Linked DNA regions of Mus musculus: regions 2, 3, 4, 5, 6 and 7 are each linked to region 1. A link is a contact called in public HiCAR-type and promoter capture Hi-C data. All regions are on one chromosome and are shown on one strand. Each heading gives the region's core, a stretch centred on a gene start, on an enhancer-like site or on the middle of the called end of the contact. The rest is flanking DNA. Distances are from core to core; before and after follow the strand shown.

The links. Promoter capture Hi-C pulls out the DNA fragments that hold promoters and counts their contacts. HiCAR-type assays count read pairs that join an accessible place to other places.
Region 2: a promoter capture Hi-C map of liver shows a contact between it and region 1, with 2.7 times the contacts expected there. The contact joins the promoter of Agbl5 here to the promoter of Pisd in region 1. A contact is called at or near these places in 1 of 39 promoter capture datasets (liver) and 1 of 115 datasets of contacts at active chromatin or transcription factors (large pre-B cells).
Region 3: a promoter capture Hi-C map of pre-B cells shows a contact between it and region 1, with 2.6 times the contacts expected there. The contact joins the promoter of Khk here to the promoter of Pisd in region 1. A contact is called at or near these places in 2 of 39 promoter capture datasets (hippocampal neurons and pre-B cells).
Region 4: a contact with region 1 is called in a promoter capture Hi-C map of liver, with 2.7 times the contacts expected there. The contact joins the promoter of Preb here to the promoter of Pisd in region 1.
Region 5: a contact with region 1 is called in a promoter capture Hi-C map of liver, with 3 times the contacts expected there. The contact joins the promoter of Tnip2 here to the promoter of Pisd in region 1. A contact is called at or near these places in 2 of 39 promoter capture datasets (both in liver).
Region 6: a contact with region 1 is called in a HiCAR-type map of astrocytes, with 7 times the contacts expected there. The contact joins the promoter of Mpv17 here to the promoter of Pisd in region 1. A contact is called at or near these places in 3 of 39 promoter capture datasets (cranial neural crest, liver and pre-B cells) and 1 of 115 datasets of contacts at active chromatin or transcription factors (astrocytes).
Region 7: a contact with region 1 is called in a HiCAR-type map of astrocytes, with 6 times the contacts expected there. The contact joins the promoter of Gtf3c2 here to the promoter of Pisd in region 1. A contact is called at or near these places in 7 of 39 promoter capture datasets (the C10 cell line, cranial neural crest, hippocampal neurons and 3 more), 1 of 484 Hi-C or Micro-C datasets (B cells), 2 of 115 datasets of contacts at active chromatin or transcription factors (astrocytes and large pre-B cells) and 2 of 9 other capture datasets (adipose tissue and liver).

What each region holds. Positions count from the first base shown.
Region 1 is chr5:32,783,728-32,787,506 of GRCm38.p6, reverse strand. Pisd (phosphatidylserine decarboxylase) reads left to right here and starts at 1,881. Exons shown (of 8, transcript NM_177298.3): 1 at 1,881-1,958. The coding sequence starts at 1,894.
Region 2 is chr5:30,887,268-30,891,046 of GRCm38.p6, reverse strand. It overlaps Agbl5 (ATP/GTP binding protein-like 5), which reads right to left and starts at 2,113. Exons shown (of 16, transcript NM_001374737.1): 1 at 1,523-2,113; 2 at 667-927; 3 at 277-448. The coding sequence starts at 881. It overlaps Gm35795 (a long non-coding RNA gene), which reads left to right and starts at 2,092. Exons shown (of 2, transcript XR_376844.2): 1 at 2,092-2,200; 2 at 3,053-3,779. n-TYgta9 (a tRNA gene) reads right to left here and starts at 2,964; the gene lies at 2,876-2,964. n-TAagc15 (a tRNA gene) reads right to left here and starts at 2,532; the gene lies at 2,460-2,532.
Region 3 is chr5:30,919,613-30,923,391 of GRCm38.p6, reverse strand. Khk (ketohexokinase) reads right to left here and starts at 1,833. Exons shown (of 9, transcript NM_001310524.1): 1 at 1,385-1,833. The coding sequence starts at 1,476. It overlaps Emilin1 (elastin microfibril interfacer 1), which reads right to left. Exons shown (of 8, transcript NM_133918.2): 6 at 3,444-3,461; 7 at 3,175-3,312; 8 at 2,117-2,777. The coding sequence ends at 2,440.
Region 4 is chr5:30,958,544-30,962,322 of GRCm38.p6, reverse strand. Preb (prolactin regulatory element binding) reads left to right here and starts at 1,996. Exons shown (of 9, transcript NM_016703.3): 1 at 1,996-2,352; 2 at 2,911-3,100; 3 at 3,387-3,607; 4 at 3,772-3,779. The coding sequence starts at 2,218.
Region 5 is chr5:34,511,813-34,515,591 of GRCm38.p6, reverse strand. Tnip2 (TNFAIP3 interacting protein 2) reads left to right here and starts at 1,613. Exons shown (of 6, transcript NM_139064.2): 1 at 1,613-1,973. The coding sequence starts at 1,695.
Region 6 is chr5:31,152,503-31,156,281 of GRCm38.p6, reverse strand. Mpv17 (MpV17 mitochondrial inner membrane protein) reads left to right here and starts at 2,031. Exons shown (of 8, transcript NM_008622.6): 1 at 2,031-2,091; 2 at 2,540-2,614. The coding sequence starts at 2,545. Gtf3c2 (general transcription factor IIIC, polypeptide 2, beta) reads left to right here. Exons shown (of 19, transcript NM_027901.2): 19 at 1-276.
Region 7 is chr5:31,178,026-31,181,804 of GRCm38.p6, reverse strand. Gtf3c2 (general transcription factor IIIC, polypeptide 2, beta) reads left to right here and starts at 1,661. Exons shown (of 19, transcript NM_027901.2): 1 at 1,661-1,921.

The sequences.
Region 1 (3,779 bases), core at 632-3,131:
GAATAATTAAAATGTAATGTGGTCACACTAACAAGTAATAGAAATAATAGTAAAATAATATGCTTAGTAGATGCAAAAAGGAGGTAACTTTCCAACCTTGAAGTTCAGTTATCTTTTGTTGTTCTCTGTGCTTTTGGTGTTACAGCCAAGAAGTCATTGTCAAATCCAATATATCAAATTTCTCAGGGCTTAGAGATGGCTCAGTAGTTAAGAGCACTGGCTACTCTTTTAGAAGACCTTGTTTCCAGTACCCACACTAGGTAACTCAAACTCTCTATAACTTCAATTACAAGATATTCAATGCCTTCTGGCCACAACCAGAACCTGCACACATGAGTGTTTTAACTGCACGTGTGCCTGCTTGCAACTTGCATGCCTGGTGCCCTCAGAGGCCAGAAGAGCATGGTATCTCCTGGAACTGGAGATATAGATACTTGTGATACACCATCTGGGTGCTGGGAATCGAACCGGGTCCTTTAAAGCAACTAGTGCTCTTAACCACTGAGCCATTTCACCACCTCTTTTTATTATGTGTTTTTAGTTTTGCTCCTTTTAAAAAAGGTATATACAGTATATTTATAACATGTTTTCTAAAGAATTGAAAAAAAATAGTGTTATATAAAACTAGGGTTTTTGTTTTGTTTTGTTTTGTTTTGTTAAAACAGGGTCTAGGTAGCCCAGGCTGGCCTGGAATTCAGGACACTCCAAAATACTGGGATTCCAGTGTTATTTTGAAATAACTCACCTCAATCATTTGAATTACAACACTCAATTCCATACCAAAATTATGTTGTGTGTGTTTCTTTTCCAGGCTCTGGAAAAGTATGACAAAGGGAGGTGTTTGCCTTGAATTACCAAACTTGTGACTTCTTAGGTTCTCTCTCTCTCTCTCTTTTTTTTTTTTTTTTTTTTTTTTTTTTTTTTTTTTGGTTTTTCGAGACATGGTTTCTCTGTGTAGCCCTGGCTGTCCTGGAACTCACTTTGTAGACCAGGGTGGCCTGGAACTCAGAAATCCTCCTGCCTCTGCCTCCTGAGTGCTGGGATTAGAGGGGTGTGCCACCAAGCCCGGTTTAGGTTCTCTTTAGTGGCTGGTTTTGCTGTAAGTGAATTTAAGTAACTATCCAGAATTAATCTAAAGCACTAATTAGCTTATCCGTTTGGTGTTTACTAGAAGAAAAATCAGGGCTGCCTTCCTTCAGTTTTTGCATTCAGGTTCAACCATTTTTCTAGGGCCTTAAAAGGGGGGCGGGGTGTTCAGATCATGGGTTTTGACACCAATGATGTAGAAATACTGGATTTTCTATTATTATACAATTTGCGAGCCCTTTGTGGGGTTAATGTGCCCTTGAGAAAGTTGCTTATCCTCGCAGACCTTTAAAATGGTAATAATATCCAAGGGCTGGCTGCGGGTCTCCAGCGCTTAGGAAAAAAAACAAAAACAAAAACAAAACTGTTATGTACCACTGAAAAATTCGTTTTCCCCTCATAACTGGAAAGTACAGGAGAAAGCACCATCACCGGGAGCCTAGTTTAACAGCTTTCCATATTTCTTACATAAACCCCTCGCCTCTGGAGCCCCATCAATGAGATAAGAATAGACACCCCGTTCCAAGGGATCCAACGCCTTCTTCTGGCCGCCGAGGGCGCCAGCATCCTTGTGCCATGCACACATCGTGACTGAGCACAAGGTGGCTCAGATTTTTCGGGCACAGGAGCGGCTGTCCCATCGCCCCGGCGCGCCTGCCCACACACTCCGCGGGGGTGGGCCCGGCAGAGGCGGAGCCGTACGCAGAAGCTTCCGGGCCCAGCCTTTCACGTTCCTGATTGGCCCGGTGACGACAAGGGCGTGCGTCCGAAGGCGGAAGGGGGCGTGTCCGCTCAGGAGGAGGCGAGATGGCGGCGTCTGGGGGCCGCGCGTGTGTGCGCTCGCTTCGTGGAGGTGTGCTGTGGCGGAGCAGGTATGGCCGGGCGGGAGGCTGCTGGGGTAGGGATCAGCACAGACCAAGCCAGGCTCTGAGAGCGAAGCCAGTTCTCGTCGCCGGCTCGCCGCGAGTAGGTCTGACAGGAAGGACACGGAGCCACCTTTCGGCTTCAGAACAGGTGCTACAAGCCACCGCGTGGACCGTGAAATGGGTGTGGCCTAAAGGCTGGGTGAAAGTGCACAGGGACAACCAAACCCACCATATTCTGCTGCCCGCTGGTCTCTAGAGTGGAAGCAGAGTCGATCTCCTTTTCACGGGTGTTTGCCTTCCTACCAGGCTGGTGTAACCTGGAAGAGCACGGCACGGCAAAGCGACCTTCACTTGGGGTTCTAAAGCTTTGAGGCGAAAGAATTAGGTTTCTTTATCTGAAAAGTCTGTGGTGGAATTGTGGTCCTTATCCTGCTGACCCCAAACGTCTGGGTTACTTAAGTTCCTAGGCAGCTAGAAGTGGGAGAGCGACATGAGGCATCTATTGTGACTGTTCATTTGGCTTTTTGTCTGCTCCAGACAGTTTCATTAGGTAACCCAGGCTGGCCTCGAAATCACAGCTATCCCCCTGCCTCAGCCTCCCAAGTGCTTCCAAAAAGCCGAGATTACTGGCATGTTTCAGCTGTTTATTCTTTTTTGAAGGGTAGGAGGGGAGAAGAGGAGAGAGTTCTTAACCCAAATGAGAGAGAAGAAACAGTTCTCAACTTGGCTGAGTTACTTAATAGCCTACATACTTATTTCTTTTTGGCAAAGACTACTTCTACCTTTTTACACCGTGTGTGTGTATGCATATGGGTGGTTGCAGGTGTCCATAGGACCATCAAGAGTCTCCTGGAATTGGAGGAATTACAGGTGGTTGAGAGCCATCTGACATGTATGCTGGGAACCAAACTCTGGTACTTTTTTTTTTTTTTTTTTTTTTTTTTTGGTTTTTTGAGACAGAGTTTCTCTGTGTACCCCTGGCTGTCCTGGAACTCATTCTGTAGACCAGGCTGGCCTCGAACTCAGAAATCTGCCTGCCTCTGCCTCCCAAGTGCTGGGATTGAAGGCTTTACCACACCTGGCTCAACTCTGGTTCTCTTAACTGCTGAACCATCTCTACACCACCAACATTGCTCAATTTTTAAAATGTGTGTGTGTGTGTAAATATTTTGCCAGCATGTATGTCTGTGTGTGCCCTGGTACCCATGGAGGCCAGAAGAAAACATTCTAGCTTAATTGGTGACCTTTAGGCTAGTGATGGACCCTGTATCAAAGAACAAGATGCACGCCTTTAATCTCAGCACTCAGGAGGCAGAAGCAGGTGAATCTCTCTGGATTCAAGACCAGCCTGGTCTACATAGTGACTGCCAGCCAGCCAGAAATATATACTCAGACCCCATATCAAAGCAAAACAACAATAAAGAAAAAACCATAAAACATAACAAACCTAACAAGTTTTTGTATGGTTCATGGGGAATGGCCCCCAAAGTTGTCCTCTGACCTCCCCATTCACATGCATAAACACTACCCACATTCATTATTTAATTTACTGATTAATTAATTTGCAATTAGCCTTATACTTAAGGAACTTACAGTTTAATAGACAAGGGTAATATTTTAATATCAAGTACAGTGTTGGATAAAGCTTTTCAAGAGACCTACCAGTTCAGCTTTAGAACTCTCCTAGCTTTTGAAAGAAGGAGAGAGAAGTAAGGACTATAGGTAAAATGTTAGGACCCATGGTGATATTAAAAATGTGTTACAGGGCTAGCGAGGTTGCTCAGTGGTTAAGAGCATTTGCTGCTCTTCAGGGGAATTGGAGGTACA
Region 2 (3,779 bases), core at 864-3,363, 1.9 Mb after region 1:
GAGGAAGAGGGGGCAAACATGTCATCTGTGTCAGCACTGAGCTCCTCCTGTGGGGATGCTGGGAACTGACCTCATGCCTCTCTCACCTTTACCAACTCCCTCCCTCTGACACTCTCCACATGAGAACCAGCTTCTTCAGGCTTGCTGAAGCAGGGGCTCAGCTTGGACCCCAGCTAGGGGTGGAAGAAAGAAGATACTAAAAGCTGCCTGGTCCTCTCTCTCAAAAATGTGTTTCCTCTACCAACACCCAGTCTTCCCTCCTACTGGAGAACTTACCTCAAAGGTGGGCCGCTCTCTAATGCGTTCCCAGCGTGGCCGGGAAGGCAGTGTGCGCACAAAGGGGGCCATGCCCTGGGAATACAGTTTGCTTTGCTTGTTCATGTTCATAATGTTGATCTTGATAAGCTTTCCTGGAGTCCCTCCCCGGACACTGAAGTAGAACCATGACCTGAGAGCCAAAAGAGAGACCAGCTGTTGGCTGTGGGAGGGCCAGGGAGAGGATGTGGGGAAAGCTGAATCAAATCAAGTCCAAACAGCAAAGGGCTATCTGGTAAGGAGGGAAGGGGGGAGGGTTTACAAGAGATACTGTGCTGGTGCTCAAAGTCAATGCCTGACTATAGGATGCATCCAAGCACTCGGCCTTCCCACCCCCTGCAGTCCTCATACCTGTTGCCATTTTCATATTCCGTTTCAGCACAGTCAGGCCGGGTCCACACGTTGAACTCGTAGTCAGGGGAAGCAGCAGACCCACTAGCGGGGGCTGTTGCCACCCCTCCTACGCCTTCCCCATCACTAGACACAGTCTCCACCTTTTCCACATGGGCTAGGTTCCCTGAATCAAAGCGAGAACTGAACAGCAATCCCCCACAGCGCAGCTCCATGGTGGGGCTGGGAAAGCATCCTCTTGCCCCACACAGGCCCTGAGAGCTGGGGGGAAAAAAAATCAAAGTTGGGATAGGGAGGAAGGGCAGAAAATGAAACAATGTGTTTGGTATGTCTGGATAAATGAGAAATGTCTTTTCTACTCTATGAAGCAAAACGCTCTTATTCATAGAAAACCTGGAAGTAGCCTTTCAGTAAGATCAAGAGAAAGCACAACTCTGTCCCTGGACACCCAAGGAGTATGAGCGACCTAAAAACACCCTATTTTACTACATCACCACCGTTCCCCAATCGAATGCTCACTAGCTTCCTTAGTTGAGTTGGAAAACGCTAGATTCTCAAGCTTTTTAACAACCTAAGAGGCAGAGACTCGAGGTCGGGTGGTTGCCACTGACTCTATGAGGGAGAGGCCATATTAAAATTTCCTATATTGGCTTTGTACTGGACAGCCCGGAGCAAGAAGAACCAAGTTTCTAAGTGTAAATGGTAGCTTCCTTTCTTTACCTCTTTTGTCTTCACAAGCACCGACTGTAATTATACTCGTTTCTCGGAGACCTTGAAGAGCGTTGCTACCACCCCCTTCCTCTACTACGCCTATTATGAAAACGTAGCCTATGCCCGGCCAAAGCCACTTGCTCACCTGCCCTGAACCTCAGTTCCAATTAGGGTCTGTTTCCATCCTCCCGCCCTGTAGACACGAGCCCGTGCAAAAGCTACCCTCGAAGGTGTGGGTAACGGGCGTCCTAAGCACCCCTAGGAAGGCTGGGCCAGTAGAGTCCCGCTTGGAAGCAGCAGGCAGCTCCTCGATTCGCGAGGACCCTCGCGCTGCCTGGCTTGTCCAGGGCAGGGTGGGGTTTGGAAGCGTGGGAGGGGTCGAGACAGGTACACTGGCGGACAGGAAGGCGGGTCCTAGGGGTCAGAGGTGAGGCCACAGGAGCAGAGGGAGTCAACCAAAGGCGGGGTCGGCGGGCCGGCCGCGGCAGGCCGGGGGGCGGGGTGGCATTCGACGGGGGCTCCGGCAGAGCGGGCTGAGAAGGGGGCGGGGCCTGCCGGCGGGGCCGCAGTCCACGCGAAGCCCCTCACCTCTCTCCGGGCCGCTGCTCCCGCTCCCTCTCCCGCTAGCGAGGCGGCACCTCGGGCCCCGGCACCCGGGCCCTCCACCCGGGACCCACACAAAACCAGAGAGCCGCGGTGCCGGGACCCCACTCTGCCAGGAAACAAGAAGTCTCTTGCCTATTGGCCGCAGCTGCAGCTGGCTACCCGCCCAGTAAAGCGCACTGCCATTGGTCGCCACGCAGGGTTCCGTGCACGTTGGCAGGTACCTGTGAGGGGGCCGTTTGGGGGCTTCCGCGGGCCACCGCCGTGTGCGGCTCACTAGGCGTCTTCTCTGTAGGCGGTTAACGGCCCGCCTCCCCGAGGCGGGAAAGACAGAGCAGTGAGCAGGAAACAGGAAAAGACTTACCTGTGAATAAGAAAATAGCATGTGAAGCCGATCTTTGTTTACCGTGCTCCTAGCTCTACTGTGTAACGAAACGTGGACACAACAGATCATGAGCCTGATGGTGTGTAAAAGGAAGTGGAGGATGCGGGCATCGATCCCGCTACCTCTCGCATGCTAAGCGAGCGCTCTACCATTTGAGCTAATCCCCCAGCTGTAGTGCTGTACCTTCCTGTAACCTTTACAAGGTTTCCTGAGACTCAGTTTTCTAATGTAGTTCACAATATAAAGTAGGATGGAGCCCTCAGCAAGATTTTGAAACAGAGCCATGTAATACATACATAAGCAATAAGGACTTTTCTTGAAGTACATGTCACTATAGCTTTAACACCTAATATGCGAACAAGGTACGTTGTACTTCGACTACTTAACTGCTATATGTACTCAAGGGGTTTTCAACGTAGCCAGGAAAATACACTGCCTATCCTCAAGTAAGCGTTTCCCCCACGGAGCAATTGACCTAGGGTGTAGGTAAACTAAAAGTAGTGCACGAAGTCCTTCGAGCCGGAATCGAACCAGCGACCTAAGGATTACCATATTGTACTGACTACAGTCCTCCGCTCTACCAACTGAGCTATCGAAGGCCCCGCTGCGTCGGGCTGCTGCAGTTTTCCCTCTAATGCTTACCAAGATTTTTTTTTTTTCCCTAATGTGTTTCTGCGTAAACTAAAGGATCCCGGGCCAGAAGAAAGGCGGGCTTGCAGGCTCGCACCCTGCGGCAGGAGCTCGCCGTGAGCCGGATTGAGGCTAAAGCTGGGGCGGCCTTCCTCTCGCTAAGCAGACATTAGTTTCGGTGTTTGGGACTACGAATGCTGCTTCTGCTCCAGGTTTCCTTTGGTTTTCGGCGTGATGAAAGTATATAAAGCATGTTGTTCTGATGATGCGAAAGACATTCGCTCCGTCAGCTGAAGTGTCGGGGTCCATTCACCGAGACCCAGGCCAGAAGGGAAGACCGAGCCACGGGAGCGAGGGACCCCTATGCCCTGGACGCTGGGATGCAGCGGCGGCCCGGACTCCTACTCTCCGAGCCCACTGGCTGGGTGCAGTCCCAGGTCCTGCCCTAGTCGCTTATAACCTCGCTTTTATGGTCGAGGTCTGGGAAAGGTTTCCGCCCCACCTGGGCTTCACTGCCAACCAAGTGTCTTCTCTGCCGTGATGGGTTGACCCCTTATCTGGCTCACGTATTTGTTGCTCTTCCTCACAGGGCCAGCCCTCTATTGGCTCACAGAAAGCTCACCCATTTTTTTAAACAAAGGAACAAACTCAACGCCCAGGTCCTCTGTGCAGTCTGCTCTGACTGGCGGAGTGGTTGGGTCCAGGAACCCTCCCCCAGTCGCAGTTCTGAAACACCCAGCTAGGTAGAGAGGTGGTTTGAAATCTTACTTAGATTTCATTCTGA
Region 3 (3,779 bases), core at 584-3,083, 1.9 Mb after region 1:
CACACACAGACATACCCTGTGCTCCTGTACCACTGTCTCTGTGCTCCTGGCAAGGGCTCTAACCTCAAAAAGAGTAACTGAAAGCAAAGGGTAAACCCCCCAAGATGGGCAGCAACCGACACGGAATACATCAGGGCGGGAGGTAGAGCCACCCACTAAACGTGGGGACATACATGAGCTATGATCATGCTCTGATGCTTGCTACGAATGTGGCTTGATAAGTGCTACTCCACTCCTCCAAATCTCCTGCTTCCTCAGCTAAGGAAAGGGTCTTTCACAGTTCCCAGGGAGCCTGCAACAGTACTCTGTGGACCCAAAGCCCAAAGAGCACCCAGTCCCCCACCCCAACCGCGACCCCGACCCCGACCCTGTGAGTTCAATGCTGTCAGCGTGCTAGTGTCTTGCCAGGGGTCAACCTTGAACTTCCTTTTAACTAATATCCAAGATACAACATTCATTGTTCAGGGTGCTAGACCACGCCAAGAGAAAGCCGGTGCGCCACCCCACAGAATGCCTTCACGGCACAGCAGCACATTGGAGTGGCCTTTATCAAGAGCAAAGATAAGAGCCATCAAAGGACACTTTAACTTCTACCAGACAATTGAGAATGTTCTGAGAACATCCACTAAGATGTTTACCCACCTTTGTAAAGACCCCTCTTGGCACTTAGCTCCAGGAGAAAGCCTGCTGTGGCTCAGGAGCCAAGTTTCTCCCTGTCTGACCCAGAGAGCCTCCAGCTTTGCTTACACTGCCGGCCAGTCCTTGAGCTAGGCAAGGCTCAAACGCCAGGGCCAGGCTTTTAAATGTGAGTAGTTTAACATCACATACCACTCACTGCTAGCGACCTGGTGTTTTATTTTAGCTGTAAGCGGTAAATTAGAAGTGCATAGGCTAGGAGTTGGGAGACCTGGGGGTTTGGGGTGAGGAAAATTTGTCTGGCACCTTATCAGGTGTGTGAGGGCTCAGGAGGGAAAAAAATCATTACAGCCCTCTCTGTAAACTGAGGATTTTGATGATCGGCAGATTGAAATGGTAAACAGCCAACAACACACTAGTGAAAGCCTGGGTTTTGATTCAGGCATACGTTTGCACTCTTGTTAATTCTGGAGGCTAAAGGAGTTTAGGCCAGCTTGGGCTACAAAGCAAGACTCCGAAAACAAAACAACACACCCCCTGGGTCTTGGTTTTAAAGGTCTCCAGTCTCATGTCTTCATTCTCACAGAGTACCCCTTAGGGACCCGGGACAGAGAACGCCAAGCTGAACTCAGGCCTCACCACATGGAGACAGAGGGCTATCCCTGGTTTAGCAGCCGATTAGCAGTGACACGCAAAAAGACAGGACCACAGCGGCCCTGGGATCTCCGAGGGGCTTGGGCGCCCCTACCTGCGATCCGTGTCTTCCTCTGGGTATTTGTCCACCACATTGATGATGTCCAGCACCACCAGCCCCACGCACAGGATCTGCTTCTCTTCCATGAGGCTGCTCCCCAAGCTTCCTACCCGCAAGCAGAGGGGGTTCCTGCTGGGCTCTGCCTCTTATCTACTGGAGGACCGTGTCCCAACTTCTCACTGGCTACCTTGGCTCCTCCTCTGCGTGCAGAACTCCTCCCGCAGGGAGCTTTCTGCTTTGCAAGGGTGGGTTACCTAGCCCGGCCAATGGCAGGCCCTCTCACTTTTCCGCCTCAGCTGTCAAAGCGAAAGCGCACTAGTAATGCATCGCCTTTCCGATCCCTCTGCGCCTGCTGCAGACCCTGGACCACCCGGACTAGCACAGTCTGGCAACAGAAACTTCGCCTTCGCAGGCGGAGCACAGAAGCAAGCGTTCTCTCCCTCGCCCCGCCAAGGTGGCCCACCCGGCCGAGGCCCCGCCCCCCCCCCCCGCGCCAGATTAACGGTGTCACGTGACGGGGAACGCTGCCAGCCTTCGCAGTGGTTCTGGCCTAGCGCCCCCTAGCGGCCGCTGTGGGGACCGGTGGCCGTGACCCTGAGTCCGCAGGTGCCCTTAGTAGGGAGCACACCCAAAGATCACCAGCCTAGGTTCCCTCCGTAGAACTCTGTTTCCTCCTGTCCTGTCCCTTAACTACCCCCAAACATGTACTAGAGCAGAATAGCTATGTTTTGTAGAAAAAAAAAAAGTGTCTTTATTCCTGAATAGTTTAGTACGGTGGTGTGGACTGGGGAGAGCCCTGGAGGGTAGGTTCCTCTTCCGCAGCTTGGGTCCCGGAGAGGGCTCTGGTGGGGACGGCAATGAGGCCAAAGGTCAAGAGGAGATGCCTCGGTCCCATAGACCACGCAGTCACAACGTACGGAGTGACCGATTTGGATGCCTGAACCGCAGCGGGACGTGGTCGCCAGACTTGCCCTTGCCTTGGTGGGTAGCCACCATCCAGGTGGCTCTGCGGCCCCTGTAGATAAGTTTGGTGGTCGGGTCCACCCTGTCTACACCTGTTCAAGCTCTGTGTCCTCGTAGAGCAGGGCTCCGCTGAAGATGGTGAGCGGCTCCTCGGAGTGTGCCAGCTGCCCCATGACCAGGTCGATGCAGACAGTGTCTCCGACCTGCAGTGGCAGAATGAGGCTGAAGACGCCCAGAGCGCCTGGGCTGGGCTGACTTTCGGCCACAGGCTTATTCTCCAGTCCCTCGGGTTCATAGCCTCCCGAGTCTATGCGGGCCACGCCCAGGTTGGAGCGTGACAATACTGCTTCCACTTTCTCATGCCGGTGCCCAGTAAGTACAGCGCTCAGCAAATAGCGTCCAGCCAGTGGTGCAGTGAATACACCTGGAGACAAGGATGACAGTCAGGAGGGGAGACGCTGGCTGGGACAAGGAAGGTCTCTCGGAGAGTGGGTACAGCACTCCTGGCTGTGGAGTGGCCCACCCGTCCTTTCCCTGCTATTCCACTAACTGTACACTGTAGGAATCCCCTGCTGCATCTCCAGCAGTTGCTGCAGAGTGTGTGCTGGAGTCTGTCCCAGTAAAGATCCGTGTGGTGTGGATGTCTCCTCCCCTCCCCCACTCTCTCTTTGCCTAACTGTGGTGTGAGTGCATGGAAAGAATAGAGGTCTTTGTAATTACAAGTGAAAAGCTGTACTTGTCTGCAGAGGTGTGAAGGAGGCATTAGTACTGCTCAGCTTCACCCGTTACCTCACTAGGCCACCCGTCGGCCTTTTAGTTACCTGTCTCTGGGTCATAGTAGCCTCCATCATTGAGCAAGACTCTGTCGAAGGGGACTGTGCCAGGTTCTGACCGTGGCAAACTCAGGGCAGCTGAAAATGCTACCCTAGGCACAGGGGCTGCTGGTGCTCCCTCCGCTCCTGAATAGAGATAGTGTTAGCATGGATGCTCATAAATAAACTCCAGTCCCCATCCCTGCTGCCCAGGCTGCCTGAGGACTATAGTCTTCCAGGCCCAAGCTCCTGGCCCCTTCCAGAGTCTAACGACTTACCCTGCTCCCCTTGAGGACCTGTTGGAAGAAAGGGACCACAGTGAATAGGACATCTCTCACCATGCCCTCACCCAACATCTGCTCTCTTGCACTGCTCTGGGTGTTAGGTGTGGAATGTGATGCCAAGAAAAGCGTAAGTGGGCTCCAGTCTGGGCAGATGCTAGACCACAGCCTCAGCCAGGAGCTCCTCATACGCTACATGAACTGCAATACGGCAGGGAGACCACAGTGCCCAGGAGCCAAATGACCACTTTCTTTTTCTTGTTTTCTTCATGTATACAAGTACACTGTAGCTGACTTCAGACACACCAGAAGAGGACATCAGATCCCATTACA
Region 4 (3,779 bases), core at 747-3,246, 1.8 Mb after region 1:
CCCCAGGCAGACAGCCAGGCTGGATCTGTAAGGACGCACACATCATGGTTCACAGCTTATATTGAATCTCAGCCAAGGAGCAGTCCTACCAGGTAGAGCTGGAAGTTTTCACCTCTGGAGATTTGGGCACATTTATCTAGGAACCCAAGTGGGTGTTTATCAGCACTATAAGTGTAAGTTGCTTGGCTCAGTGATAAATTCGTACACTTCAGTAAGGAAAAGAGGTGGGAAGTTGTCATCAACCCTGAAAGATGATCTCTGAGCGCACGTGCACCACAGAGCATGAACGCCGCTCCCCACCCCCACCCCCCCACCCCCCCGACAAAAACAAAAGGGAAGGAAAGGCATCAGGATCAAACTTTCTTAGCCAACCCCAGTTAGAGTGTTTGTCCATCCCCTCAACAACCATTTGCAGTAGAATGTTCACAAGAAATAGCACATGATGTTCTTGCCTAGACTTGGAGGAATTTGGGTGGGAAGAGTATGTGGTAGATAATATCTACAACAGGAAATGACCATCAAACCAAAACAACTGCATTAGAGCCTGGCTGCCAGGTGCTTAGCGACCTTCCTTTCACTTGCTCAACAGTGTTTTACAAACAGGAACTGACATAAAATAAGAGAAGCGGCCAGTGTGAACTGGAGTTTGCCTAGTCATTTTTCATTCACACAGTGAGAAGTTCTGCTTCTTAGGACATCTCTGAAACCAAATATGGAGTGTTTTCAGACACATCTCCAATTCTAAGACACCAACTAGGTATCTGTCCAACAATGGAACGAAATTTCTAACACCACCCACCCACAGGTGTTCACACTGGATAGATCCCATAAATCAAAGGGACTGATCCTAAAGGATCGTTTCCAGTGTCTCCAGCTTTGAGTCCTGACCATCTATCTGTACTTCTAAATAACAGGCTGGGAAGCAGAAGTCCCTGTGACTTCCTCTGTCAGTCTGGTAAGTTGTCAGAACAGCACACAGAGCTCACTTCCATCTTCCTTAGGATTTCTCTTCTAGCATAAAGAATAGAACTCAGAATTAGCAGAAGGGAAGAGATGTGTAGGGCAAGGTACATGGAGGATAAAGGGTGAAGAATGCAGTACTTCCTTGCCCTCTCTGGGCACACCATCCATCCATCCAGCACCTACATGAGACCACCAACCCAGGAGCTCATTGATCCCTATTGTCTAGGGTTGTTTTAAAAACAAATATTTCATCATATGGGCACATACTGGCCACTGGTGACTGAATTCAGTGTCAAGTTCCTCTCTCCTCCCTGAAGGCTAGTAAATGGGCCTAAAATTGGCTTCTTCTAATCACGTGGTTTGTTCAGCTGCATATGGGTCCAAAAGACACCATGGTAGTATAAATTCATGTATGGTTGACTGGGGCTCATTATGAATCGCAAAAGACATCAAATACTAAAATATAAACCATATTCAAATAATGGTCCTTACATCTCTATAATGTGAACATGTTCCAAAAACACTTAAATAGTAGGGTAACCAAATAGCCCGGTTTATCTGGGATTTTGTGGGTTTTTGTGCCTAGTCTCAAGTCTTGCCAGTCCCATGAGTTCGATGTTCCAGAAGTGGATGTCAAGCCATAAGAAAGAGTCCAATCAACCGCGGAGGATGCTCTCAAAGTGGGGACTGATTTCTTCATATTAGGATATTAGGAAGCAGTGAATCTGTTTTGGAGTGTCTGTCCTCCACACAACCCGGGAGAACCCATTTCCTCCCTGGAGTAACACACAAAGGCCCGGCTTGTACGAGTCTGCTGTGTATCTCTCCTGAAGTGGGGACTGTCCCAGTCCGAGAACTTTTTAATTCGATTTACTGATCTTCAGTAATCTCTTCTAGCCCCACCTCCCACGCCCCACACAAAGATGGCAGCTTCATCGTCATTCGGGGCTAGGACCCGGATCCGACGCCAGGGTTCCGTGACAGCGCGTCCCGCTAGTGCTGACGCGGATTGGCGTCTTGCGCTTGCGCAGAGAGAGCCCAGGAGCTCGGCGCGTGCGCACTGAACGCCTGCAAGACCCAGTCGGCCGCGCGGGCGCAGATCGGCTGCTTGCGGTGGTTTGAGTGGTGGCAAGTCCAGTGCTGAGAGGGGTCGGCAGTCTTCCGGAAAACTCTAGCGCCAAGTTCCTGAGCTTTCGGAGGCGAGGCGCGGCATGTCGTGGGTTCCGCGGGGTTGGCGGTGAACGTGCGGGCGGGATGGGTCGGCGCCGGGGTGTGGAGCTGTACCGGGCCCCGTTCCCGTTGTACGCGCTTCGGATAGACCCCAAGACTGGGCTGCTCATCGCTGCGGGCGGAGGAGGAGCTGCCAAGACCGGCATAAAGAATGGCGTGGTGAGAACGCAGGGCCACTGAGAACAGGTTATACCGTGGCCCAGGGAGATTCCAGGGTGGCCGGGGGATGCAGAGGTGAGCAGTACCCCTGATTTAGTCCCTACCCATTTCTAGCGGGAGCACCCAGGATTGCCGTTCGGGTGCTGGTTTCACCTGAGCAGAGTGGTTGAGACAGCCAAAATTAGACTGAAAGCTGTGCAGGTCTGCGAATCCAGGACTGTCCACGCCGGATTACGAGAGCTGGTCCAGGGCTCATACGCTGGCCTTTTCCAGGAAGGCACATTGTCTTGTCCATCTTCAAGCAGCTGGAGACGGAATTCTTTTCTTTCTGTAAACTGGACCTAGTAATCTAAACCCTGCTTGCTGTATGAATTAAGAAGCTCCAGTAAGAGAATACAGCTCTAAGCAACAGCAACAACAACCAAAGAAACAAAAAAACAAAAAAAAACAAAAAATAAGAGCTGGAGGTGCGGGAAGCAAAAGTACAACTGAGAGAGACTAGGATTTAATGTGACTTCCGGGCTGGCCTGACCTTTGCCCACTTTGGTTCCCTCACAGCATTTTCTGCAGCTAGAGCTGATCAACGGGTGCCTGAGCGCTTCCTTGCTGCACTCTCATGACACGGAGACACGGGCCACCATGAATTTGGCGCTTGCTGGTGACATTCTTGCTGCCGGACAGGATGCCCAGTGTCAGCTTCTTCGTTTCCAGGTCCATCAACAGAAGGGCAGTAAAGCGGAGAAGTCAGGTGAAGAGCTTTGGAAAAAGTCGCTCTAATTCTTGGTCTCCAAAAACGAGAGATTAGGTGTGGGGCAGTGGTCACATTGAAGTCTGTACTTGGGTCACTAGAGGACTGGTGTTAGTTAATACAGATGCTCAGGTCCATCTGAGGGAGGTGGTGCACAGCTGTAGTCTCAGAGCTTAGGAGTGGAGGCAAGAGGATATTTAAGGCTAGCCTGGGGTGCCTAGCAAATCCCTGTCTTAAAAAACAACAACAAAGGAATCTGGTTCCTGGCAAATTGTTTGTGTTGCAGGTTCCAAGGAGCAGGGACCTCGACAGAGAAAGGGGGCTCCTCCAGCAGAGAAGAAATCGGGAGCACAAGTTCACCCCGAAGGGGTTGAACTCAAAGTAAAGAATTTGGAGGCAGTACAGACAGACTTCAGCAATGAACCGCTGCAGAAAGTTGTGTGCTTCAACCATGATAACACCCTGCTTGCCACTGGAGGAACTGATGGTCATGTTCGTGTCTGGAAGGTGTGGTTTTAGGGGCTTGGGGGGGTGGGTGAGTGTTAGTTGCAATAACACCAAAATTGTGAGAATCTGAATATGCATTCTGTGAAACTTGAGTGGCCATTGGGGTAAGAGGGATGGGGATTTCAGCGTTCTCGCTGTCTGGTCTGTAACTGTCTTGGCTGTAGGTACCTAG
Region 5 (3,779 bases), core at 364-2,863, 1.7 Mb before region 1:
TGCTACCACTGCCTTCCAAGAGTAGACCTTTTTAGAGGATGGTTATCTCAATTATGTGCAACTACATAAAATCAAAGCTTTTGAACTCCAAACACATGTGGCCCAGAAGCATTTGAATAAATGTCTTTGTTGTTTGATTCATATTTTGCACTTCACAACCAGGCTCAAAAGCACTTGAGTGGTCTACTAGGCTACACACAGGAATAGTAGTGAAGAGTTAAAGCCACATATCAGCTCTGGGCCAGGGTTCTTCTGTGTGATATCCACTCCCACACCCACTTCCCCTTCATCCCACAACTGCCTCAGTCAATCAAGATGACCCTGCATGACCATAGCAATGACTGTGCTGGACAATCATTTAATCATGGAAGTTTGGATGAGAACAGCTCCCATAGACTCATGTTTGGATACTTGGTCCCCAGTTGGTGACTCATGTAAGGTTAGAAAGGATTTCAAAGTATGGCCTGTTGGAAGAGCTGTGCCATTATGGGCAGAGAGATTCTGAGGTTTCAGCTTGCCCTCTGCTTCCTGATTTGTAATCAAGATGTGAGCTATCAGCTTTAAACATCTGACCCTTTATCCCAAGTAATGCTTCTTCTATACGCTGCCTTGGTCCTGGCATTTTGTCACACTAATAGAAAAGAAATACGCACTCATTCTCTAGTTCCACAACACCCCTACCAGGTAGGGAAGGAAGCAACTGTGACCCATCTTTTCTGAGCAGAAGTTTTGGGCTGGAAGGGCTAAGAAGGAACTGAACATAAGTGAGCCAGGTCTGTGACTCCCAGTATCCATCCCATACATTCTTGGCGAGGTCTGGCTTTGCTTATAGTTTTATACTTGCAAGTGAGTGTGTTCCTGCAGGCTCAACCAGAGCTTGCCTGTGAGCAGACAGGGTATTGAGAGTAGAAGACTGAGCAGAAAAGGAGACACACATCCTCACATAGGGAGGGGACCTCCATGAGATCTTAGCAATGAGCCATTGAAAGATTCTCACGGAGGAGAGACTTCCCAGTGGAAAAACAGTGTTCATATGGAAACTGTGGGAAGGAAAGGGTGGGCACCCTCTTGTCTTCTGCTAGAACAGCTTCTAGCGCTAAGGCCATCCTAACGCGAATTTAGGGGCATGCTGGGGTTTGGTGGCTGGCTCTGGGCTCCATCATGTACTCTGGATGGGAACACCTTTCTGGGTCAGTGTCCCTCTATGAAGAAACGCATGTCAAGTCCCGGAAGAGGAAGGAGCCCAGCCAATGAAACCTGACCACACTCTACGTCCCATGTTTGAAGTCCTTTGATTTATTTGCTTTTCTTCAGCTGCTGTACCAGAGGATACCTAACCCCAAACCCTGGTCGCAGATGGGGTCTGACTCCAGGAAAATTCCTCAGACGCAGGGAATAGAGCAGACAGCACCTAGAATGGAGCTGGTGTGTCAAGAGAAAGTGAGATCATAGAGTAGGAGGGACCAGCTGTGGGAGGGGACGGAGTCAGACTCCCGGCAGTGGGAGAGGCGGAGCCAGCTGTAGGCGGGGCGGAGTCAGACTCCGGGCCATGGACGAGGCGGAGCCAGCTGTGGGCGGGGGCGGATTAGGCTCTGGGAGTGGGCGGGGCGGGAAACGTTCCGGGAAGGCTGGTTTTCGCTCCCCCTGTGTGGAGAAGTTGGAGACGCCCAAGTCCCCACGGAAGGCCTACAGCCATGTCGTCTGGGGACCCAAGGTCTGGTAGACAGGACGGGGCCCCGCGTGCGGCCGCAGCGCTCTGTGGCCTGTACCACGAGGCCGGCCAGCAACTACAGCGCCTGAAGGATCAGCTGGCCGCGCGTGACGCCCTCATCGCGAGCCTCCGCACCCGCCTCGCGGCTCTGGAAGGGCACACGGCGCCGTCACTCGTGGACGCACTTCTGGATCAGGTGGAGCGCTTCCGTGAGCAGCTGCGACGACAGGAGGAAGGCGCTTCGGAGACCCAGCTGCGGCAGGTGCGGGGCGGGCGGGAGCTGCTGCGCAAGGCGGCCTGGGGAACTTGTTGGAGCGAGTGACGTGGAGTCCAGAGATGCGCGAGGTCTTGAGGGTCGCGAGGATATGAAGCTCGAGGTGCGGGTCTGAAGAGCTCGAGGTCTGAGCATAGTGGTTTAGGGGTGCGCTGGGGTTTGAAAGGAGCTGGGTTATGAGGGATACGAGATCCTGAGACTAGTGGGTCCTGAGGTTTCAGGGTCTGAAGGGCGTGGGGATCAGAGGCGCAGGTAATCCTGTTGGATTAGGGTCTGAAGGTAAGAGTCTGGGTAGTTCAGGGTATTGAGCAGTTCGGGATTCATTCGTAGGCTCAGGGGATATGCCAGAGGTGAGCAGGAGTCTCTGGGGCTCGGGGTTCTGGTGAGCAACAGGGTGGTAGGGGTGTGACTGTTTGAGGAGTACCAAGTCCTGACGTCCTGCTGAGGTTATGAGCACTTCTGAGGGACTTGTAATAGAGGTTAATTTGGGACAGACCCCCTGGGTCTCTCGACTTTGAGGGGTACTGCTGTGGGAAACTTACTCATGAAGTTTTGTGGGGGACAGGGTTCTGCGGAATGTGAGGGATCCTGGAGTGCAGGGATCTTGTGGGGCATAATGTTCTGAGGTAGCCTCGAACACGTGGTTCTGTTGGTAGTAAGCTTCTCCAATATGTACTCATATTATTAGTAATATTATTATATTAGTCCCAAAGGGGTGTGTAGCTGTTTTAATCACTGCCTTATTTGCGTTAAAGAGATACCATGACTAAGGCAACTCTTATAAAAGAAAGTATTTAATTGAGGGCTGGCTTACAGTTTCAGAGGGTCAGTCCATTATCATCATGGTGGGGAGTATGGTAGCTTGCAGGCAAGCTTGGTGCTGGAGAAGTAGCTGAGAGCTACATCCTGATCCACTGGCAGAGAGACGTCCACTAGGCCTGGTGCGGGCTTTTGAAACCTCAAAGCCCATCCCTAGTGACACAGTTCCTCCAACAAGGCCACATGTCCTATTCCTTCTCAAATTGTGCTACTATCTGATGATGAAAAAATGCAAATATATGAACCTGTGGGGGCATTCTCATTCAAGCAACAACAGTGGGGGCACCAGGCTTGACTAAGATGGAATTCTGAGGAGGGGTGGTGTTCAGGGTTCTGTGGGACAGACACTAGAGGCTCTAAAGGACATGAGCGAAGCATGGGGCCAAAAGGGTCTCAAGGATATCCTGACAGGCATTGCCCTTTGAGGACTGTGTTCAGGTTCCAGTGTGTGTGTGTTGGGTATGAGGAGGCAGTATAGGTCTTGGTTCTTGGGTTCTGTGTTAGGGAGGTCTTCTGTGGAATGTGGGGTTCTGAATCTTGAGGAGGGTGCCAGGGGCCTGAGAGATGCATAGGGCTCCTAAGGATGGTGCTCTGAGAAAGAAGACCCATGGTTTTGGTTGGTGGCATTTTAGTATTATGTGGGAAGAAGTGACAGGTGCCAGTCTGATAATATGTGAATTCTTATTTGGCTCTCCTTGTCATTTGGTATCATTTGGTTCCTGTGAGATATCATAAGCACACAAAACTGAAATGAGTAATAATACTTTACTGGAGCAATTATTTCTAAACCTGACAACCTTGTCCGGCATTTGGAGGGATGCTGGCATTTTATTCCATTTGGTCCATAGCTGTCTTGATTTTCCCAGGAAAGAAAATAAGAGAGGAGATTACCTGATAAAAGATAATGCTTGTTTTCAAGATAACCACTGCAGCTAGATTTCTTTCTTTCTTTTTTTTTCCTTTCTTTTTTTCCTT
Region 6 (3,779 bases), core at 782-3,281, 1.6 Mb after region 1:
CTCAAGATTGGTCTGTTATATCTGGAAACAGTTTTCTACCTGAGTAGTGTAGAAGATTTGTCAAACGCCAGAAGTCTTTAAGAAGAGAGCCAAGTAGTGAGTCCCCTTCCTATACAGAAGAGGAAGCAGACCTCTAGGACAGTAAGGTCCTTACACAGCAGAAGGGCCCATAACTGCATTAGTGTTAGGAGCCAAGTGTTATAGCACTCTGTTGTGATCCAGCTCAGGCGGTGTCGGGCTTGCTTTTTGAACTAATAAAGAAGTGCCTTCCATTGCAGAGGAGCTTGGCTTGTCCTGCAGAGCAACCCATCCATACAGCACATCTGTATTTCCCTACTTCCAGCGTTAGAGAAGGTGGAACCTGGGGGGGGGACTAAAGGCTGTGCCAGCGACCCTGCTCCTGGTGTTGATTCACGCTTGAGCTGAGAAGTAACTGTGGGGGCAATATTTTCTGTTCTGTTCTTTCTCCTCTCCCACAAGCCTTTTCTCCTCAGTCCTTTCTTCCCTATCTTCCTTCCCAGTGTAGCTGTTCTTGGTTCTTGCTCTTCTTCCTGTGTGCCTTAGCTTATTCTGTTGCCTTTGACACCAACACCTAAACCTATGTGTCCTTCAAGATCTCATCTCGGCTGGGATGTAGCTCAATGGAAGAGCATGGACTTAGTGTGTGTGCAAGATCCTGGGCTCACTTCCCTCCTGGTATCTTCTCCCCTCCAGAAACTCCCAGGTCAAACCTCACTAAGGGACTTTTATATTTCTCTAGTGGGAGAGAAGGGAGGATAGATAAATGATATTAAGCATTTTCTCGGTTTGGGGTGCTTTTCATATACCCCTGAGCTCCATGGGGTAGGTACTATTTTATGTAATGACAATTAGGTTCTGAGAGGTTAAGCAATCTGAATAAGGCTTGAATCCATATCGCTTAAAAACACCTTCCAATCTTGCACATTTGGACTCCCTTATTATGTCTACTAGTGAAATTCTTTTAGCATGTTCTGTACACAAGAATCTAATTCCCCTGAATTCTTACTCTCTCTAATAGAATCCATCCTTCATTAATCATACAGGAACTGACTAACTGAGCTGGGGGTGGACAGACATCAAATAAGTTGACCTTTTTCAAGGCTTGGAGACGTATACATCTTTACCTACCTCAGGAAGGGATTTGCAGGGAGTTGGGTGTTAAAACTAGAGGGAGATTAAGATTCCTAAAATGTTTTTTTTTTTTTAAATATAGTTTTATGCCTCTTTGCTTAACATGACTAGAAGCCGGGTGTGGTGGCGCACTCCTTTAATCCCAGCACTTGGGAGGCTAAGGCAGGTGGATTTCTGAGTTGGAGGCCAGCCTGGTCTACAGAGTGTGTTCCAAGACAGCCAGGGCTACACAGAGAAACCTTGTCTTGGAAAAACAACAAACAAAGCATGACTCTAGAAACCCATAAAGCAAAACAAACCCTCCATTGAGTTGCCTCTTGTACAGCCCTAGAATTCAAGGAGCCCTGATTGCAAGACAGGGTCATTTTACAAAATTCATGACCAAACTTAAGACAGCTAGCACGGGCGTTCTCAGGTTCTGCTAAGCCAGTGGTTCTGAAAGTTGACTGCTTGTCCAGAAAGATTTTTCAGACAAAACTTAAAAATTTGGTATAAAGAACAAGGAAAAAAAATAGAACAAGTCTGAGTTCTGCTCACTTGGGAGCTTGGGTATACCTGCACTACTTCAGCATTCAAGTTTCCAAACTGAGAAGGGCGTCTAGACCTGACTACCTCCGGGAGACTGACAGTCTGGCCTGATAGTCTGGGGAGAACGAGGGTGGGGGGTGGGGGCAGCCGAGTTACAGGGAAGCACAGACTGTCCTACACCGATGTTTGGTGCAGTCCACGAGAAGGGGGCTGCCCACTCCCCTTAAGTGGTCGGCTGAGCCGCCTCGCAAGGGGTATCAAAGGCCCCACCCACCTGCATTCCTCCTGGACTGCTTGTGTCCAAACAACAGCCCGGCCCGCAGGCAGACGGAAGAGGCGGTGCTCGATACGGAAGTCCCTGGACCAGCTTCGGTCACGTGAGAGAAGGTTCTGCGCAGAGCTGGCACTCAGGTGAGCGGAGGTTCTTGGCATTCAGAGACTTGAAGCACTGTGGGTTGAGAGTTCTTGCAGGTCATGTGACCTTACAGATCCAGGTCTTGGTTTATTTCTGGTGTGTAGTTACTCTTATAAAGGAGATTCCAACTGAATCTGGGGACCTATCGTGTTTACTTGGGGGATGGAACCCAGACTCTGGATGGAAGCCAGAGTAAGTCTAATTTCATGAGTGTCTTAATCAGGACTGGATGCCTTGCTTCAGGACCAGGACCAGGTTACTCAAAACTGCTTCCTTTCCAGATGAATAGTGACCACAAGGCAGGGGCACGGCCCAGTAAGCAAGCTTTCTGAGGCCTCTGTCACTTGCAGAGTTTGGAAGTAAGGAGAGTGAGCATAAGGAAATGGCAGGCATGTTCTTTACTGTGAGGGGCAATGGGAGTGACTTATCCTCTTGGTTTGACAGGGAGCATGGCACTCTGGCGAGCATACCAGAGAGCCCTGGCAGCACATCCGTGGAAAGTCCAGGTTCTGACAGCTGGTGAGTGTCACTCTGGGACCAGAGTATAATTAGAGCAGCTGATTTGAGGTGGAGGAGGAGGCCCATATCACGACACCACCTACCTCCTCCAGTTTAGCCCCCCCCCCCCGGAAGTGTTTCCCTTCTCCTGAACTATTATGTCTGTTTTGGAGGGTGAGCTGTTTCTGAGACCCATGCTGGAGGGGAGACGAAATAGAGACGTGGCTCAGAGGTTAACAGCGCATACTGCTCTGTAGAGGATTCTACACTATGTCATGTAGCTCAGAGCCACCTGTAGCACCAGCTCCAGAGAGCTCTGTCACCTCCAACCACTTGGGGCATCTGCACTCACTTGCACAAACACACACAGTTTAAAATGATAACAATAAATCTAAAAGAGAGAGATGCACAGTCTGTCGAGCAAGACTTAAAGTCCTCAAGAAATTAGGTGATAGTTTCTGTTTTTGTTTTTCAAGGCAGGACTTCTCTGTATGGTCCTGGCTGTCATGAAAATCTGTGTGCCAGGGTGGCCTTCAACTTAGAGATCCACCTGTCTCTCCTTCCTAAGTGCTGGGATTAAAGGGATGTGCCACCACTGCCTAGCCTAAGTAGTCCATTCTTAAAAAGCATTGCCCCCAAGAGACCCCACCTTGGGAAATTAAATGCTTTCCTCTTATACTTTATAGTGTGCTGAGCACATTGTCTCCATGCATAGGCGCCTCCAAAGGTCTGTTAGCAGGAATGAGTCCACATTAAATGACACACCTAACAAGTGCTGAAGTAACTTACTCCATTTTTATACATAATGTTTATTGTGAAGTGTATAAAACAGTCATATATCTAAAGTTTAAATCATATTAAAAGGGAATCCTTCAGTAATCAGCTTTGGAACTCTGTTGGATCCCTCTCTTTCAATTCATATATTCCAGTTTTTATTTCATTTTTAAGACAAGAGTCACACAACCCTGGGCTGACCTAGAATTCACATTGTAGCCAGACTGGCCTTAAACTTGCAGCTGTCTCTTCTCAGCCCCCTGAATGCTGAAATTACAAATGTAAACCACTACGGCTGGCTAGATGGCCACTCTCCTAAGCTTAGCTTACATCATTGTTTGGCTTTTCTTACAAACATATTCTCAGTACACTACCTGCGGCTTTTTTACTCTGTCAGCGATGAAGTAGCAGC
Region 7 (3,779 bases), core at 412-2,911, 1.6 Mb after region 1:
AGGGGTGGAAGAGAGATCTCAGTGGTTAAGGGTGTGTGCTTCTCTTTTAGAGGACCAGTTTCCCAGGACCCATGTTAGATGGCTTCCAGCACCAAGTGACCTAACATCCTCTTCTGGCCTCGAAAAGCACCCACATGAATGTGAGCATAGTTTCTCTCTCACACGCACACAAGAATTGATAGACATGGAGGTTTGTGCTTGTAATGAGAGCACTTAGGCTGATGCGGAGCCGTGATGCGCTCCAGACCAACTATGGTATTCCATAAAAGGGAATTTCAGTATAAATACATACGCTGGACCAACAATGAGAAACAGATCAACTGCGTGCAGGGTTAGTTAAGCTTAAAAAAGAGCCTTCAGGCTGGAGAGATGGCTCAGCATTTAAGAGCACTGACTGCTCTTCTGAAGGTCCTGAGATCAATTCCCAGCAACCACGTGGTGGCTCACAACCATCCGTAATGATTCTGGTGAGTCTGAAGTCAGCTACAGTGTACTTAGATATAATAATAAATCTTAAAAAAGAAAGAAAAGAGCTTTCACTTGTTGTATCTTAAACTTTGAGAATCTTTTTCCAAAATCAAAGTTATTTTAAAAAAATTTTTTTGTGTGATAAAACCAAAGAGAACTTAACCAGAGGCAGGATTTTAAGAGATGTTGTTCATCAAAGCACTAAATCTGTTACTCCCTATAAAATGTTTAGGAGCTATTATCTAAAAGAGGAAGACAGCCATTCAAAATGCTGTCATTTGAGCATAAGAGGATGTCGGAGAACTGGGTGTTCTCTTTCTTTCCTTTCAGATTTTGGCTAAATCCCTTTTTCCTTTTTTAATTGGTAGGATACAGGATTACCCTGGTAGAACCTGAATTCCTGAGCTCAAGAGATCTTCCTGCTTCAGCCTTGAGTACCTAGTCTGGGAGTTGACGTGCCCCATTGTTTTCTCCCTTTCTCATTTTTCTGAGACATGGTCTAATATAGTACAGGCTGATTTCCAATTTCCAAGTAGTCATGGATCACGTTGAACTGCTAATCCTCCTGACTCCATCTCCGGAGTGCTGGGATTATAAGCGTGCACCATTACTCTTTGTAAAGATTTAACCAAGGGAATAATTGAACAAGACTATTTAGAAAGGGGAAAGCTGCCATATTTCACCTCTTCCGGTTCATTTTAATTCGCCCTCCTCCTGGGTAAAGGCAGATCTGTGAAAGCTACATGGTTTTAAAAGGCTGAAAACCTTGTTGCTCGGAGGCCACTTCCCAGTGAGGGAGTGGCGTGAGGCCTGGGTTGATGCTCTCTTTAAAAGCGCAGCCTACCCACCCAGGCTAGGCTCCCCCCGCTCTTTTCTTCCCTTGGCCTCTTTCCAAGCCCTCCTCTTTATTTTCTTCCTGTCTTGGCTCATTCACTGGCAGCAGAAAATCAGGAGATCTCTGGGGGCGAGGGATTGTCTCCTAGTCCGTCGAAGCTCGGGACTGTAGTTAAGAATCAGGTGTGGTCAGGCTCTTTTCTCCACAAAGCCAGCAACCTGGGTGGAAAGGCAGGTCGGAACGCTCGGCGACAGCAGAAGCGCGACACTTTCCTCTTCAATGCTTTTCCACAAGGCTGCTGGTGGAGCTGCGGTGCCGCGCAGGCGCCGACCTCCCCTTCCGGTCGCTGAAATTCCCAGAAGGCCCTGCAGTGTCCTAGGGCCGCGGAAGCCACGCTCCAGCTCGCGGGCGTCGGAGGGCTCAGTGCCGCGCCGCGCTGCATTATGGAACACAGAGTTTAAAAGAAAGCTCGGCAGGAAACGCGTTCCAGACCAAGCTTGCGTTTACCTTGTCTCGGGGGCGGGGCAAGGAAGAGCCGATCAAGATTTCGTCATAAAACCGCGACCCGACAGGCGGCGCCATCTTCGAACTTGGACTTCCGGAAGGACTTTGGCGCGGGTGAGTGTACCGCAACGGGGTGTGCGGGGGACCCAAAATTACTCCTCCCATTCTTTTGCCGTAGCGCTAAGGCAATGGGAACCGATTCCCGATTCCCGTCTTACTCCCGCGCAAGACAGCGCGCCTCCTAGCCTTTGCGCTTCTCCCGAGAACCGTCGAGCTCTCTCCTCCGTCCCCACTGGGGCCACTGAGCATCCCCCATCTCTGCCAGCCGGTCTTACCTTCTTCCCCAATTCGGTGTATGTAGCGCGGTAAACTGGACTCAGGTTTCTGCACTGCTTACGTTGAACTCGTTACGTTGGGCCTTCGGACTTGGGTGAACCTGCAGTTATCTTAAGGCTTAGGGAAATCAGGGCTCGCCTGGGGCTCGAAAGCTGCCCCCACGGCCAGGATTGGGGAATGGCAGGTGGTGGTGTCTCTGTCTGATTGCAGTCAGTCCTCTTGTGCTCATTCCCTCTTACTGTGTCTCAGCCTTTTCCTCCAAGTGGCTCTAACCCCGGGGGTTGTGCCCCGCGCGCTGCAACCCCATTGGCGCAGCCAAGGGCCAGTTATGTTTCCTTATACTGGTCCTTTTATCCCGCGGCAAGTTTGCCGTCTTTTGGACAAGACAGAGATGGCGACTTCACCCCCACAGGAGGTAATTCACTTTTCTGGGCAGGTTTAGGACATAACCAGGTCTTTTTGCCCTTGGAGGTACATTGATTGTTACATAAATTCAAATTAACCTTTGCTTACGTTACCTTTTACCGCTTACCGCTATCAACTGCAGTGCCATTTTTCCTAATAGTTTTAAGTTGTTCTATTCAGATTTACACTCTTTAGTTTCTAGCAGTATCAACTGAAAACGTGAGTTGCAGGTTTTTGTACAAATAATATGTTTGTTTTTGGACCAGTAAAATTATCTGATAAATCACCAGTTGCATGATAGGAATACTTTGGGAACCAGTGTATTAAACAGTGTATGTGAAGTGAGTCCGTGTTTAAGATGAAGTATTATCTAATTGTTTTTCTTTTGCCAAAGTAGTCAGGTTAGCAACCTGAAGCAGCAAGGAAATCAGACAGTATGGGATATAAAAATCCTAGTTAGAATTTACTGAACATTTCTTCCTTTACTGTTTAAAATTTGTATTGTCAGATCCTAAATAGGAATTCTACCATTCACTGCCACTGCCTTTTACTAGAAGTGAATTTTTTCTTTTTTTTTTTTGTATTTTTTTTATTACGTATTTTCCTCAATTACATTTCCAATGCTATCCCAAAAGTCCCCCACACCCTCCCTCAGAAGTGAATTTTTAAAAGGATTTTTTTTTTGTATGTTGAGTCACTCACTGAAAAAAGTTATATACTGATTCATGCATCGAGTTCGAATAGTGTAGTAAACCAGGAAGGCAAGATCTTACAAACTTACTTAACTTACTTTCTTATCTTTATCTTACAAACTTTCTCTTTTGGTTTTTCAAGACAGGGTTTCTTGTGTAGCCCTGGCTGTCCTGGAACTCATTCTGTAGACCAGGCTGGCCTCGAACTCAGAAATCTGCCTGCCTCTGCCTCTCAAGTTCTGGGATTAAAGGCATGCGCTACCACCACCTTCCAAACGTTCAAAGACAGATTGATTTTGTCTTAGTTTACTAAAGTCTGAATATTGGTTTGTTGTTACTTGTTTTACAAGACCACTTTCTTGGAGACAGGTTTTTATCCCTGATTGGCCTGGAATTCCAGATCCTTTAGCTTCAGCTCCTAAGGGCTGAGATGACAAGCTTTCACCATCCTGGCCAACTGACACCTTTAAATCTGAAGTGAGAATCTGTTTCGTAGCTATGGTTACCATAGTTACTTAATCGCAATTTAATGTTCCACT